Regions from separate parts of the Gasterosteus aculeatus genome. Here region 2 is linked to region 1. The links are chromatin contacts, called in public Hi-C maps. All regions are on one chromosome and are shown on one strand. Each heading gives the region's core, a stretch centred on a gene start, on an enhancer-like site or on the middle of the called end of the contact. The rest is flanking DNA. Distances are from core to core; before and after follow the strand shown. Region 1 holds the start of plac8l1 (PLAC8 like 1). Region 2 holds the start of kctd16b (potassium channel tetramerization domain containing 16b).

Region 1 (5,154 bases), core at 1,621-4,120:
GCTCACTAACAACCCCCAGTAGGCAGAGAGCCGTGGAGCTGCAGGAAGGATTTATCCGACCAGGGCTGCTCAGGAAACGCTGGGGCCCGATGCAGACACAGGTAGCGCTGACCTCATTACCGCCGCCGTCACGTGACATAACTACGCAGCAGACCAATTGCACGGCAAATAGGATATGATCCGATTTCAAAACTCACATTTCTCTCCTTTTTTCTTTTTGGGTTGACAAAATACATTATCTTCCATCATTTCATTTGAAGCAGCTGCCAGGTAGGGCACCACATCCATAAGAGTTAACAAGTTTGCCCTTTGAGGATCAGCTTTGTGGAGAAATAACCCTGGTTGCAGCCTTGTTGGCGCCGGTCGGCCTTTTGGGTTCAGGGAACCACAGCAAACAGGACTGGATTCATAATATGATTGAATGCCCAAGGTGAACTAAAGAAAAGAGAATATCAATATGGAAATATGGAAATGGACTTTATTATCATAAGACTTTACTTGAACTGTCGGCTGTGATCAGACTAATGCCGCGGCCTGTTTGCCGGGTAATCAGACAAGTGGTTCTGCATTCTGAATGCACTCGCACAGTTGTTTCCATTCCACACCTTGAAATTGAGAAAACAACTCAAACGCAAATCAATGACGATCCCTTAAAAGACCCACCGGCTCAGCGCGCTGGGCTTTCATGCCTGATTGGGTCTCCTGCTTTCCTCGTGTTTGGTGTTAAATGTGATGCTGAACGTTAAGATTTATTAGTCTGATTTGTAGTTACTGTCCTTGAAGTTGAGTCATTTCCTTCAAGTTCACAACTTGTCCATCAAGTTACGGAAAGTTTTATTTTTCCTCACTTCATCTCGCCCTCATTTCTGAGAGAGACCGAAGTAGATCTCTGGTGACCGATCAACAACAAACAGAATTAAAGCTGTAAAGACCTGAATCAGTGAGCAGGTCTGTAATTGAAACTCATCTTTTTCGCTGGCTTCTTTATAGAGATGATATTATGAACAAACTCGGAAGCAATATTTGCTTCCGGCTTTGTTTTGGTTTCAGCACAAACCGCACTAAAACATCTGTACAACTCAGACAACAGATACTTTCATAAACCATCCAACTGTCTTTAATTCTAAAAGTCAACTCAGAAATGGTGAACAGTTCACACAGCTATTTATTTTATAGAAAGGTGTAAAAATGTTAATAAGTTAAATAAATGTTCCTCCTTCGAAGGCTTCTTCTGAAAGTTGTACGATAGGCTTGATTCACTGTTCACAAGGACATTGGAAACCATGTGGTATTGATCCTTTGTGCTATTCATACAGCACGTCTCAGTTGGGCCTCTGCCGTCCCCGTTGCGTGGTGGAAGGACGGGCCTCGTTTGCCGGCTAGAGTTTCTTCACGCGCATTCAAGGGCAGTGGACACTTGATAGGTCTGCGTCTTCATCCGCCGCTTCATCTCTCTTATCATCTGACACACAGCCAGAGGGTAACAGCAATACACTGTGGTCCAGTCCTCACACACACTTCCCTGTGGATGAACAACAGCGGACGGACACGCGCACACAAGCAAGAAGCGCACGTGCGGACACGACAACGCAGCAGCAACACGTCCAGAACTATGAGAAACATTACACGTCAAAACAATAAAACTGAAATATTCAAAGTGAACTTTTGAATTGATTATTCACTGGTAGCAATCGGTTTTTCCATTCATGGTGGACTCATTTTTTTAACTTATTTTGTTAAGTCCTCCTAATGATGTGTTCGAGGGCTGACACCCACCCGTATCTTGTACCGCTCCCTGATCCCAACTCGCATGGCGAAAGTGGATCCCGGCAGCAGTGGCGTGCAGAGACATTCTCCGTACTGATGAGCTAAACTCAGGTCCAAACAGCACGGCGCCAGAGCCCCGAGCGCACCTACGAGCACAGGGTGTGAGATACGTTTACACGCGTGTATGAGGATACGGCTCCTGTCAGAGGGTTCACGTTACATGTGGTCTTGTCTCCGCAGACGTTCAGCAGGCCAGTGCTCCAGTCTCCTCCCGTCTGTGTGATGGTGGTGATGGTCGTCGTGGTGATGCCGAGGCCGGGCTGCGTGAGTATCGGATCTGCCGCTGCCGGGACGTCACTTCCTGTGATGGAGACCCTCACTTCCTCCTTTTCAAAAGTTGACACTGAGCCTCGAGTGACTGACAGCCTCGGTCTGCAATAAAAAAAACGGTTTTATTGTGTATTCATCTTTAGACAGAAGGTTCAGGAATCATCGTGGTTTGTCACACTGAAAGAAGTGTTTACTTTTTGGGAAGTTGTTGCAGAATTCCTTTTCTAGAGCAGCCTGTTTTGTACTAAATATAAAATGGTATACTCTATAATCCCACTAATATTAGCATGCCACTATTTGCACTACGTAATTTATTCCCGCATTCAATTACTTAAAGCCTCCAGCAACACTTAAATTACACACACGCTTTACTGAAGGCATAATTTAAGTTAACATTTTAAAATGCAGCAACAGTGTATTTAAGAAAGGCTCCCGTTTCATTTGCATTATCGGTTATCATAGACACACCAAACGGTAATGAGATTAAGAGGAAACAAAGCGGCACCTAGAACAACAAAACAGACCAAGATAAGTGAGCGCTTTGCTGTAATTCCACCGCGCTTCAGCGGTGTCAACAATGTGTAGCGGCAGAGACAAGAAAAAGCACTCACTGCTGTGTGACTGTCATCCGCTCCATTAGTAGAAGCCACGGGCATCCACAGAGGGGTGAGAGGGGACTGGTGTGAGAAGGGAGTCAGCAGGAATGAGGAGGTGGAGGAGGGACACTTCCCCAGTGAGAGGGTGTGTGCAGGAGCAGATAAACCAGCAGCCGAATGGCTCCGCCCGAAGCTGTGTGACCGAGATAAGTCTTGCAGATTGCCTTCTGTCTGCGACTTTTACAAATGCAGCGAATGCAAAGAGAGAGAGAGAGAGAGAGAGAGAGAGAGAGAGAGAGAGAGAGAGAGAGAGAGAGAGAGAGAGAGAGAGATGCACCACACTGGGGGTGCAGGAACATGAACGTCTGGCATGAAATATTCAGATGTGAATAAATTCTCACAATTAACATGGACCAACCTGCAGGCCGGAACAAGCTGACATCTTGTAATGAGTGATAACTTATTCTTCATGATTAGGCTAAAACGGAGATACTCGTCGCACCCAAATATATGAGAAATGATGGATGTGAAAAAGATGCTCAAACAATTCTAATAGTTTATTTGACCTGTGATGTTCAAAAAGAAGCATAAAGACATGAATATGGTTACGCTTACCAGCAGACCGACTCAAGAAGTAGAGCTGAGAACAGACAGATGGGTTTTATGAAGAAATACGTGCAGTTCATATCTAGAGGGGATTGTCTGCATTTCCTGCTTTGACTGTGACCTTTAAATTTAGTCAGACTGTGTGCGTGCATCTGCGTGTGTGTGTGTGTGCACGCACAGGTGCGTTACGGAAGAGAGCGGTAGCTGTACGTGGTGGAACGACACGAAGTGCGACCATCGTGGGTTTAGAAACCCACAGACGGTTCAGTGACATTCACAATGGGTCCGAATGTGGGATAAAGGCAGATGTCGTGACCTTTAGACAGAGCCGGTCGAGCCGTTTCCAGTCTGCATGCTAAGCTAAGCATGCTAAGCTAGTTAGCTTCAAGACACAATTTCAAATCTTAGCATAAAACATGTGGGCAGTATCTTTTTATACAATACAATTAGTCATTGTTAAAGTATCTTGCCCCGCAATGATAAACTTTTTAGATTTGCTAAATATTTTGGCTTCCAAGTCAACTGAAATATATTCTGGCTGTTCCATCTCATTTGCATATCCCCATTCATCAATAAATATTTCATGCCTTTATGCCGAATTCTCAGAACCTCTGACATCTTCTTAGTGTGCATCGCTCTATTTAGATGACTGCTCGTGTTGCAAGTTTATACAGATCCTCACTATCTACATTGCAGGAGAAAACATCAAATAGCTTCACCAAATTCATGATTCACAAGTCTCATTTTTGCAGGAAACAGTTGTTTTATTTATAACAGCGTAGCAATAAACAAACAAGGAGGCTAAATATTTCATAGGTTTTATTATTTCTCCTGAAAGCACAAGTGAAACAAGCTCCATCCGACCCCAGAAAACAGGAAAGATGTCACATCAAAGTCTCACCTTCAATGTATAAAAGCAACACAGCAGACGCATTACCATCTATATGAAAAAAGAAGGATGCAGGAGCAGTCTCACCATGTAACAGAAGAAGGTCGGTGAAATAAAAAGGACATGGTTGTAGGTTTGTTTGTTCCCATCAGAAAAGATTACACAGATTACTGAGCTTCATACCAAATAGGAAAAAAGTGGCACATTGAGAAAAATTACCAAGATTAAACTTAAACAGGCTATTAAATTGAGACTGAACAGAAAAGAAACTCTGGCGTCATCCTAAGACACAAAATCCCAACGGAGATTTTTAAAATTGCTCCCCCCCCCACACTATTAAAGAACCTTATTTAAGCACCAAATAATCAATACCCCCCAAATTTGCAAGGTGTAGGACTGACCCTGAATTATCTTTTTTGTGCAGACCGAAACCAGATCCGAATATACTTGAATTATACTGTTGTAAGATGACAGATGCAACCTCATGAGATCCTATTGAGGCCGCATTCAGCAGTAAAATAAGGTGAATAACAACCAGTCAGATCCACAGAAGCATAATTATAAAAACAGATATATGTTCGAGTCAGTGTTCTATGGCTTTGAGTCAAAAATACCCTTTTTGTGGCAACAATTATTGATTCATTCAAACTATTCCCAAATATTTCACTGCTGAATGCGCCAACATGTGTGTGTGTGTGTGTGTGTGTAAGTGTGTGTGTGAGAGAACGAGAGCGAGCGCATGCAACTCTAAAGAACCAGGTACACCAGGGAGTCCCCGACGTCCACGGTGAGGCCGTTGTCGGCCAGGGTGACCTTCTTCTCCTCCAGGTTGACGCTGAAAACAGACTTGTTGGAGACGGGCACTTTGCCCTGCTCCTCGTGTCCCAGGACGGGCACCCGGCGGGGTCCCAGCGCAGGGTCCTCGTACCTCATCAACTTGACTCTGGACAGGTCTGGAGAAGCAGA
Region 2 (5,154 bases), core at 1,709-4,208, 130 kb before region 1:
GGAACAATGTCACGCTCTACCATCACGGCAACGCTGCCCCTATAGTTTGTCATTCTGCGCGGCGTTTAGGTGGCGTTTTGAGCCACGGAGGACATAACTTTCCTCAAAATACAGTTTGTTGGTTGAAATATTAGATGCCATCATTTGAGGTGTGATGAGGTGTAGCAAGCGTGCAGACTTCCTCAGTTTACACATCTGAGTGAAAGGGTTGAGAAGCTCGCTGTTTTCTTGGATCAGCTAAAAATATCTTGTTTTGATACCATATCTGGGGCATTGGGACTTGTTGCCGATTCCCACAACGACTTGGAGTCTATGTTTGAAGATCTATTCCTCGGGGACAAGAAGCTTCCTAATGGTTATCAGTTCATCAGCAGACTTCTGTAATAAGTCGAAAACCTTGCCAAGCGGCACATTTGAGGTTGATGACTCATTGCGTTCGGCGTACACCTGCTCAGTGGGACGCTGGCGGTTGAGTTCGGTCGCCGGCCTGCAACAGAGATCACATCAGCAGGTTTTTTGAGTCCCACGCCAAAAAACAATTCATTAAAAACTAGACATCATGTTTTGACGTAATGCCATGCAACATGTTTGAATTCAATTTGATATGCTTTATTGGAATGAGCGTACCATAATGTCACAGGTGGAAGTAATACTGACACCATACAGAAAGGGAAAATTCATAAAATCAAGAAATAACAGAAAACATTTAACCCCTGCTCTGTGTGTTTGCATGTGAGAGACTGTGGACATTTGTTTTGATGTTATGTGTGTGTGTGTGTGTCAGCTCTCTCTCTCTCTCTCGCCCTCAAACCCACATGCACTTATGAGTTAAAAAAACAAGCACTTTGACATATTGCTGTGAGCAACGTTTCCATGACATCTATCATCACTTTCAATACCAAATTCTAAACTGACATTTAAGATGGAAATAAGTTAGTACGTTTGAATAGGAAACAACAAACATTCTAGTTTGAGGGATACCTAACTCATTTTAGTAAATCATCAGTCTACTGAATTTATGCATTGCATGTCTGCCTGCTGTATTTGCAGATTTCCCATCTGAGGCCTGGCATAATTCAGTGTGGCTGTAATGAGAGATGGAAGTGGAAGTAGTATTCTGTTTATTTCAACCATCTGTGACGAGCCTGAAAATTCACTTTAATAGTTTTCTCTCCGTTGCACAGGAAGGAGAAATGACGCGGCTGCGATATGATCTGTGTCAAGGAGGCCACAGGGAAGGAAGGAAAAGGTGGATTTCTTTTGCAAAGGAAAATGAAACATTTCCCTGATATTGCATCTCTACCTCTTTGAAAAAAGATTTTGTTATTTTAATTGATTTAATATTGCCACTGTGCTCGTGGAGCAAATATTTCATCATTTATTTTTCTTGGCTAATTTGTAAAATAAACAGTTTTGAAAGAGACACCAATAAAAAAAACATCACAGCCTTTTTGTAGTAAATATTGCTTTTAACTGTGGGATTTGATTTACTGAATGACGAAAATGTGAAATCACATTTTCTACAATGTCGGTAACCATTTACTAAGAATCTACGTTGATGTATTTTGAAATGAATAAGGGGAACAAATACTAGAGAGGAGTAAGGTCTTGCTTTCTGATATCCCATATGATACTCAATATTGAGTCAGACCATGGCAAGTCATGCCGTAACATAAAAAAGATGAGTGACCGCCCAAGCAGCTCTGCGTCTGTAAACTGCGGTGCATATAAATGGAAATAAAGGGAAAAGCAGTGTCATCACGCCGTCAGAGGAAGAACAAATCTAGTGAAGGAATGGCACAAAATGCTGTTTTGCTCAAGGCAAGGTTAGTTAAAGAGGACCGATGACAGCCAAAGGAGGGTGAATGCAGCAAGCAGGCAAAATACTTACACTGTATATTTTATACCTTTGCATCATATTTGAAAAATACCCTGCAGTTGGAGCAGATGGTGCATGTTTGTGAAACTGCAGCAGACACTATTGCTAGTTATCTTGCTTCTTATTCTAAAGCACAGTATCCTGTACCTGATGAAAGGATCTCTGTTGTCATGTGTTCTATGTGTGTGTTTCTTGTTTATTTTTGTTGTTGTGTGGGTGCATAGCACGATGTAGCAGGAAAATATCAATCTTAGTCATATTTTTGTCAAAATGAATAATTACTTAGTTAATATTAGGTTAATAACGAGACGGCCCCCAGGCACATTATATCGCTTTTTCGTGTGAGTTCCTGTCCATGGTGCTGTCTGACTGAACACAACCAGAAGAAGGCGCTGTTGCTCCCTTTACAAAGCCTGGACAAAATCGTCACCTACTGTTACAGCTCACTGCCAGTTACAGCCATTTATCTGGGTCCTGAAAGATAGTATCTTCGTTGATGTATTTTTGGAACTGGAAAAAATATAAAGAGTTTGTAACCTAGAAACCCAAACATGTCCTGTAAGTGCCATGTGCAATCTGCCATGCAAATAGCATTTAGTTGACACCAAGATTGATGCAACGCTTCCACGATTATGCACGTATATCGAAGTTAAAGCATAAAACAGGACCATCCTACACGTTTAGGTAGGATGTGTCTATTAAGATTAAACATTAAACTAATGATTATACCTGTGTGTGATGAAGGGTTTTTCTGACAATATATCAGGTTTTTGTTCAATGATTCTTAGCGATTATTAACTAGACTTTTTTTTTCCACCCAGCAGCCTAGAACCACTCCATAAGCCTTTAGAAGACCGTGTCTGTGTGTGTGTGTGTGTGTGTGTGTGAGAGGGCGGGGTGGGGGGGGGGGGGGGGGGCAGCAGCGAAGACACCACCCAGCTCTGTTGGGGAGGAGGGGAGGGTAGTGTGGAGGGGAGGGTGATGAGGAGGAGAGAAGGGGAGGAGGAGTGGGATGCTCGTTTCAGCACCGCGGACAGCTCCGGGTAAAAGCAGCCAGCAGCAGCGGGTCGGTCCTCTCCGCTGCTGTGGAAGAACAAAATAAAAAGAGATTCCTATTTCTACATTATTTTTTTTTAACACCTCTTGAAGACTGCAATACCTTTTCCTCGAGGAGTGGACTTCAATTTTAAGTCAGTCGGGATCCGGCGACATATTCGCAGGGACGGGGAACAGACCAAAACCATCACCGGACTCCCGGTCGTTTCGCGTATAATCTCCGCCAAGTTTTCCGCCACTGACCGGCGATCTTGCCCCCCTCCCGCTGGGCCGCGCCGTCCCGGAACAGCAGCCGTTCGCTGCGGGGGAAGTTGGGAGAGAAAGTGGGACCACATCAGCACCGTCTCCAGTTTGGACTGTGTGCTAAGTTGTTGGACTTTCCCCTCGTGCTTTTGCAGACGGATTTCTATTGTTAATGAAGTAGGAGTTTTATCACCCAACCCCCCGCTCCACACACACACACGCGCACACATACCCACGCACGCACGCACGCACACACACACACACCCTGTATTGCTCTTACGTTTTGCCACTGATGCGAGGCTTTGATGCGCCCGGATACGGCTCCTCTCTGTGGCAGCACTGATTCTCTCCTCCTCCCTCTCATCCGCCTCAGCCTTCTTTTAATTCAGCGCTCGCTGAAGGGGGGGGACGCCCCGGACTGCCATCTTCCCCCCGTTCCCGACAACTGCAGAAGACTGGTAGGTGATAATGGCCATGGATCGATGAAGAATGCATATGCAGATTGCTGAGGGGTGAACTTGGAAGGCCCGAATCGACACAAAATAACCGAGGACGCAGCTGAGGAACTTTTATATCCTGATCCATCGTTTATATTGTTTTCTTATTATCTTTAATAGGAGTATAGGCTGCTTTTGTTTTTTAGCTATTCATGACGGAAACGATGGCGCTGAGTGGGAACTGTAGGACTAACATCAAAGAGCCAGCATCGGTTCAGAACAGTTTCCCAGATGTTGTTGAATTGAACGTGGGGGGGCAGGTTTATTACACGCGTCACTCCACTTTGGTGGGCACCCCGAATTCGTTACTCGGCAAGCTATTCTCTTCCAGAAAAGAAGCATCGAACGACCTGGCGAGAGACCCAAAGGGCCGCTACTTCATCGACCGAGACGGCTTTTTATTCCGCTATGTGTTGGACTACCTCCGGGACAGGCAGGTGGTCCTCCCGGACCACTTCCCGGAGAAAGGGCGGCTCAGGAAGGAGGCGGAGTACTTCCAGCTGCCCGACTTGGTGAAGCTCCTGACCCCCGACGACGCCAAGAGCAGCCCGGACGACTACTTCCACAGCGACTGCGAAGACGGGTCCCAGGGCAGCGACGGCCGGCAGTGTCCGCCCTCCTCTCTCGTCCCCGCGGACAGAAAGAGCGGCTTCATCACGGTGGGTTACCGGGGCTCGTGCACCACGGGTCGAGAGACTCAGACCGACGCCAAGTTCCGCAGGGTGCCTCGGATACTGATATGCGGTCGGGTGGCTCTCGCCCAAGAAGTTTTCGGGGAGACCCTGAACGAGAGCCGGGATCCGGACAGGACCCCGGACCGGTACACCTCGCGGTTTTACCTCAAGTTCAAGCACCTGGAGAGGTCTTTTGACATGCTGTCGGAGTGCGGTTTCCAAATGGTGGCCTGCAACTCGTCGGTCACGGCCTCGTTCGTCAGCCAGCACACCGAGGACAAGATCTGGTCCAGCTACACAGAATACGTCTTCTACCGTGAGTGGCACCTTCGCTTCTTCTGGCAGCAGGTCATCCGTCACGTGGACGCGCCCAAAGTTGGGAGTCGCCACAAGGGGGCGCGCTTGCTTTGCTGGTCCCGCTTGTGTGTGTGTGTGTATGTGTGTGTGTGTGTGTGTGTGTGTGTGTGAGAGAGAGAGAGACATTTTGTTAGAGGAGTGAATGGCTCGGTTCTCGCACAGGACATCACCCCCCCCACACACACACACACCTCCCTCCCTCCCTCCCACCCTGTGTTTTTGAATCATGTGGGTGTAGTGAATGCTTTGGTGTGGTGACTTCTGGAGACGATGGGATCAAAGCTGCTTCAACCTCATCGTTTCACCAATGGTTCCTGAAATTGTGTCACTTTTTTAATTTTTGTATAAGTAACAATAATCTACATTTCCATGCACACACGGTCAAGTTGGCACGCTCCTTAAGCGGAATAAGTTTGGCCAAATCCAATTAGAGCTCACTCCTGGTAAT

The links. Hi-C and Micro-C count contacts between places; a contact is called where the count stands out from the background.
Region 2: a Hi-C map of skeletal muscle shows a contact between it and region 1, with 4 times the contacts expected there. The contact joins the promoter of kctd16b here to the promoter of plac8l1 in region 1. A contact is called at or near these places in 2 of 6 Hi-C or Micro-C datasets (both in skeletal muscle).

Annotation. Positions count from the first base shown.
Region 1 is chr7:26,781,011-26,786,164 of fGasAcu3.hap1.1, reverse strand. It overlaps plac8l1 (PLAC8 like 1), which reads right to left and starts at 2,870. Exons shown (of 4, transcript XM_040182897.2): 1 at 2,709-2,870; 2 at 1,988-2,199; 3 at 1,777-1,913; 4 at 459-1,522. The coding sequence starts at 2,734. The coding sequence ends at 1,391. It overlaps lars1b (leucyl-tRNA synthetase 1b), which reads right to left. Exons shown (of 32, transcript XM_040181331.2): 32 at 4,106-5,141. The coding sequence ends at 4,936.
Region 2 is chr7:26,914,071-26,919,224 of fGasAcu3.hap1.1, reverse strand. kctd16b (potassium channel tetramerization domain containing 16b) reads left to right here and starts at 2,958. Exons shown (of 2, transcript XM_040181830.2): 1 at 2,958-4,665. The coding sequence starts at 3,828. LOC144410366 (a long non-coding RNA gene) reads right to left here and starts at 3,589. Exons shown (of 3, transcript XR_013468390.1): 1 at 3,459-3,589; 2 at 3,039-3,234; 3 at 1-487.